Linked DNA regions of Bos taurus: region 1 is linked to region 2. Evidence: chromatin contacts called from public Hi-C data. All regions are on one chromosome and are shown on one strand. The core of a region is the stretch at or near the end of the contact, and the rest is flanking DNA. Distances in the headings are between cores, read along the strand shown. Region 1 holds the start of SHQ1 (SHQ1, H/ACA ribonucleoprotein assembly factor). Region 2 holds the start of PPP4R2 (protein phosphatase 4 regulatory subunit 2).

Evidence for each region. Hi-C and Micro-C count contacts between places; a contact is called where the count stands out from the background.
Region 1: a contact with region 2 is called in a Hi-C map of liver, with 1.6 times the contacts expected there. The contact joins the promoter of SHQ1 here to the promoter of PPP4R2 in region 2. A contact is called at or near these places in 2 of 11 Hi-C or Micro-C datasets (liver and skin fibroblasts).

Annotation. Positions count from the first base shown.
Region 1 is chr22:28,834,402-28,837,101 of ARS-UCD2.0, reverse strand. It overlaps SHQ1 (SHQ1, H/ACA ribonucleoprotein assembly factor), which reads right to left and starts at 1,374. Exons shown (of 11, transcript NM_001035049.2): 1 at 1,161-1,374. The coding sequence starts at 1,303.
Region 2 is chr22:28,704,176-28,707,000 of ARS-UCD2.0, reverse strand. PPP4R2 (protein phosphatase 4 regulatory subunit 2) reads left to right here and starts at 1,455. Exons shown (of 9, transcript XM_002696957.7): 1 at 1,455-1,715; 2 at 2,664-2,745. The coding sequence starts at 1,682.

The sequences.
Region 1 (2,700 bases), core at 125-2,624, 130 kb before region 2:
CTGTGGTCATGTATGGATGTGAGAGTTGGACTGTGAAGAAAGCTGAGAGCCGAAGAATTGATGCTTTTGAACTGTGGTGTTGGAGAAGACTCTTGAGAGTCCCTTGAACTGCAAGATCCAACCAGTCCATTCTAAAGGAGATCAGTCCTGGGTGTTCATTGGAAGGACTGATGCTAAAGTTGAAACTCCAATACTTTGGCCACCTCATGCCAAGAGTTGACTCATTGGAAAAAACTCTGATGCTGGGAGGGATTGGGGGCAGGAGGAGAAGGGGACGACAGAGGATGAGATGGCTGGATGGCATCACCGACTCGATGGACATAAGTTTGAGCGAACTCCGGGCGTTGGTGATGGACAGAGGCCTAGCGTGCTGCGATTCAATGGGATCGCAAAGAGTCGGACACGACTGAGCGACTGAACTGAACTGAACTGATCTCCAAGAATCGCTATCCAGGCCAAATGAGATAATGCACACAAGCACTTAATCCTTCACTTAAACGCACTGCTTGCCCCACCACACGAGGGGGAGAAGAGGTCAGCTGTTACCACTGATGTTACGGTTCTGCAGGGAGAAAAATGCAAACAAGAGCTGAAGGTCCCTCCCTGAGGCTTGCGGGATGACAACGACAATGAAGGGGTAATATTAGAGAAGAACCAAACAACGAAGAGGTGAAGGAGACTATGGCATCAGCCGGACCAAGAAAGGCGAAAATTTCAAGGAAGAGAAAGCGTCAGCCAGGAGGTCGGCGAACACGACGTGGACTGAAAAAGTCAAACCGACAGGTTAGTAGGGAAGGCAGCGTGAGCTGTCTCAGGACAAGGAGGACTAACGCAGAGCGAAAAGGAAACAGGAAAAGGGACAAGAACTAGGGCGACAGGACAAAAACAGGAAAGGCGATTATGGTCCCAAACTCTGCGTTCTAAAGTGGCTCCGGAATCTCTTCCAGGCGGGGATGTAAGAAGATATAAGAAACAATAAGCTTCTGCAGCATTCAGAGCGCAAGCCCGAAAGAGTTCGCTTCCTCGGCACCTGCTGCTGGTACCTCGGAAAAAGGCAGTCGCGATGCCGAGAAGTCCTCCCTCGATAAGCAGTTATCTAATGAATGAATAAATGAATCCCCAAAACATACTCTTCCCAGAGCCAAACACCCGGAACTCGCCTGAGAAAGTACGGCTTGGCGTAGAATTTGAAATCGACTCCCTCGAAATAGACATCGAACTCAGAGACTCGGGCGTAAGGCACGCGGATGGCAACAGTCAAGAAGTCGGGGTCCTGGCTAAGATCGAACGCCGGAGTCAGCATCACCACGCCGAACTCGGGCGCCCAAGTCGACCACTCTCGCAGCCGCCGCGGGCCTGCCACTGAAACTCTCCAAGAAGTACCCACGCGCTGGTACCCGCTGTTAGACACGGTGCTTCCGGCTCTAGGCGGAAGTGCGCGTGCGTGCAAGAGGAAATCCCGCCTCGCGCCGGTTTCCATGAAGACGGGACGCTGTGCGCTTGGAGCTAGAGAAGGGACCGGAGGAGTGAGGCTTTGTGCGCAGAAATTGAACCCAGGGCATAACTTGCAAGAACCCGGGCAAGAATCCACCTCAGAGCCACTAAGCTTCTTTGAGGGTTATGAGTCGGACACGACTGAAGCGACTTAGCAGCAGCAGCAGCAGAAGAGATGATTTTAACAGCATTGGCTTTGCAGGCAGTGAAACCTGCGTTTAAATTCTTTCTTTCCAATACCCAGAATTACGACTTTGAGAAAGTTACAGAACCTCTCTATGCTTCAGATATCTCTTCTATAAAATAAGGTTAGAAACCTAGCCTCGTAGAAACGGTGTGAGGATAGCATGCATTTGTGCATGTTAAGCTCTAACAAGGTTCCCGGCAAGTTGTCGAGGCCCGGTGTGTTGGAGCCGTCACCGCAGAAACCACAGAAACACCGTTACTGTGGTTTTCCTTAGTTCTCACTTGCCTTGTCAATAACTCCCCTTTCTCCCTCTCCTTCATTCTCTACCGATTTCTATCTCCTCCTCTTTCCCTCCATGCCTCTCTCCCTCTGTCCGTTTCTGCCACTTTTCTCCTTTTCCTAACTCCTTAATTGAACAGAATTTGCTCGTTTAGTGAACGTCCATTCCACTCATCTCTTTTAATCTACACCACGAATGCCGAAGAACACGACTCACAAAGGTTAAGCAATATGTCTTACAATCATGCATTTTACAATTACCAAAATCCGTAACATCTGACTCTTAAACCGTATTAGTGTCTGCAATGACGAATAGCAAAGCCTCTGTGCTTTCTCCTCTTTCCTTTTCTCACTTTTCTCCTTACACTTATTCGAGGTCCTCTTTTCTGTCTTTTTTATTTCTCTTCCTTGTATTTCTCCTTTTTATTCTGGCCATACTCTCTCAATGCCTCTCCCACTAGGCTCTCTCCTCCCCTGCATATTCCCTTGGCCTTCCTTCCCTCTCATTTTATTTCTGGTTATTCCACCAGTTACTAGAATAGTCCAAGAAATGTTTTTATTTCCTGATTTTAAATATCAGTGAAAGGCAAGTGAAAGTCATCTCTGGAGACAGTGGATCAGATAACCTAAAAAACCTTTTCAACCTCCAACTTTTTATGAGTCTTGAAAATTAATTAGGACTCAGCACATCAATAGGAGTAAATAAAATTAAAAATTCAAAATAAAAATCAATCTGCTTA
Region 2 (2,825 bases), core at 206-2,705:
CTCAGCCATAATCAATCTGCCTGTGATGCAGGAGATGTGAGTTCAATCCCTGGGTGGGGAAGGTCCCCTGGAGGAGGGCGTGGCAACCTACTCCAATATTCTTGCTGGGAAAATCCCATGGACAGAGGAGCCTGGTCGGCTTTAGTCCAGAGTGTTGCAGAGTCAGACAAGACTGAAGCAACCAAACACAAGCATGCGCGCATTTAAAGCATTGGCCCACTGTGAAGACACCATTCTAATACATCTACAAGGCTCTTTGTAACTGAACAGGATGCTTAGAACAGTGAAAGGGTCTAAAGATACTAGGGACTAGTTCTCTGATGGCAAAATTGAAGAAATTATTTTTTTGTAGTGGGGGTTTTCCCTACGTCTGCCACCTACGGTCAGGGTCAAAGCCACTATCTTTTAAGAGGGTCAACACTTGTGATGGCTGTATCTAAATTTGCACTTTCTAACACCAGTCAAGAATTAGCTTTCTGTCCTCCCTGCCTCCCTCTCTTCCTTCCTTTGTGTTAGGCTTTGAGAAGCGATGGTGGAACAATTCAGTAACTTTTCTTGAAAAGCTCACAGACAAGGGAGAGTAATAAAAACGTTCACACACTAGCTGGTTGCCAGAGGTTCTAGGTTCTCCTGTTTTGCTAGTCTATGTCTCTATGCCTCAGCTATCCCATTTGTGAGATGTCAGGGCTGGGAGAGGACTTCTGAGGTCTCCGCCCTAACTTCCTGGGCGCTTATGTAATGTAATCAAAACCATAATAATAAAAACAGCAGCCACATGAACTTGAGTGCTTATGTTCTAGGCACCACATGTGCTCAATGGTTTATCGTCGCAGTTTCACCAACGTCCATTTTGTGGATCAGAAAACAGAAGCTATGTGAGTTTAAGCAACTAGGTCACACAAGTAGTAGTAATAAATAGTTGCGTTGGACTTTAAATTCAGTTGGTTCCACTGCTTAAACTTCTCATGCTTTTGCTGCGTTTACTCCTTTTCTAAGCTGGGCCATTGAGGTGCTTTGGGTTCAGGCAGGGAGTTAATTTTGTCACGATTACTAGCGATATTGAGTTTTTTTTTTTTTTAATGCGTGTTCTGTGTGTATACAGTCTCAATTAGTTTTCACAGCAACCGTAATGAGTGGTTCATACTACTCCCATCATTGTACAGACGGGGAAAGGGAGGCTCAGAGGGACTGATTAAATAGCTCAAGGTCACACAGCTAGTCAACAGCAGGGATCCACAGTCAAACTGTTTGCGCCGCCCCGCCGCCTAGACCACTCCGCCTCCAGCTTGGTGCAGGCAGCTCCGGCCAACCCAAGGGATAGGCGGGGCGGCCCTACCGGGTCTGGGGGCTGGCCGCGGCCGCACGCCTCGCCGCGCACGCGCTCTCGGGCTCCGGGTCCGGACGCGCCGCGGGCGCGAGGACGGCGGAGAGGAGCGTGCGCGCGGTGACGTGCCGGGCGCCATGTTGGAGGGCTGGTGGTAGCGGCTCGGGGAGGTGCTCGCTCTCTCGGTCTCGCTCTCTCGCTCGCTTCCCCCAGCTCCCTTCGGTGCCCCCCCCGAATCGCCTGCGTGCCGGAGTGTGTGCGAGGGAGGGGGAGGGCGTCGGGGGGGTGGGGGGAGGCCTTCCGGTCCCCGGGAGACCCGCGGAAGGAGGCGGAGGCTGCGAGGGACTCCGGGAAGCCATGGACGTCGAGAGGCTGCAGGAGGCGCTGAAAGGTGGGGGTAGCTGCCCCCTCTCCCTTCCTCCTCACCCTCCGTGGCCGCCTCTCCGTTCCCTTCTGGGCGAGTGACTCCGCGGGGCCAGGCTGGGGGGAGGGCGCGCTTCCCCGGCTCCCATCCCCCTCCCCCTTTCCCGGGGGCGGGGAGCCCCGTGGGCAGCTCCCTCCCGCCCCGCTCTGGGCTTTGTGTCGGCCGCCGGCGTCTGGGCTGGGGGAGGGGAGTCGGGAAGCTCTCGAGGGGGCCCCGGTCCCTCTCCCACTCCCCGTGAACGTTTCGTGGGCCCGCAAACCCCTCGCAGGCAGGCTTCGTTCTCTGTCATCCCCTTGCACACCGGACTACGAGGGGAGAGAAAAAGTGAAAGGTTTTAGGGCGGGGGTAGAGGGGGCGGCAGAGCAACTTTTAAGTGTCTCTGGAGGCCCTTTTTTCAAAGCTTCTGGAGTCATTTTCCACGCGCCCCAATTCTGAAGTGGTCGCCTTCCCAGCTCCGAACTGCTCGCCGTCCGAGCAACAGGCTTGAGAACTTAGAATACGTGATTGCAGCGTTTTGAGAATTAGACTTTGATACCAAGGATCATTGGTTGATGACTGCAAGAGGGAGCTGGTGTTTCATATAACGCAGATTTATCAACCTCACGTAAACAGTTTGGGGGGTGTTGGGATTTGGGGTTTGTATTTTAACAGGTCTTTGAGATGAATCCCCGGACTACATTAAGGATGGTTGGTGGAGAAGTGCCCCCTTTAGGAAGGGTCTCGTTATCTGTAAAGAGTGACATGTGAAGTTGGAGAGTCAGGTGGAATTTATTTGGGAGGCTTTTTAAATTAAAAAAAAAATTAATTTCTTAATATGAGGAATGACTGGAGAGGAAAGTTTGTTTTTAAAGGGCATTGGAAATGGCTGGTGGACTTTGAAAAATACTAATAACTTTTGTTTCTTCCCTTATCTAGATTTTGAGAAGAGGGGGAAAAAAGAAGTTTGTCCGGTCCTGGATCAGTTTCTTTGTCATGTAGCCAAGACTGGAGAAACAATGTGAGTTGAGAACATGTAATCGTATTCATAAACCTGTGTGTCCTTAAGAATCGCTTAGGAAAGGGACAGAAGTGTATTTC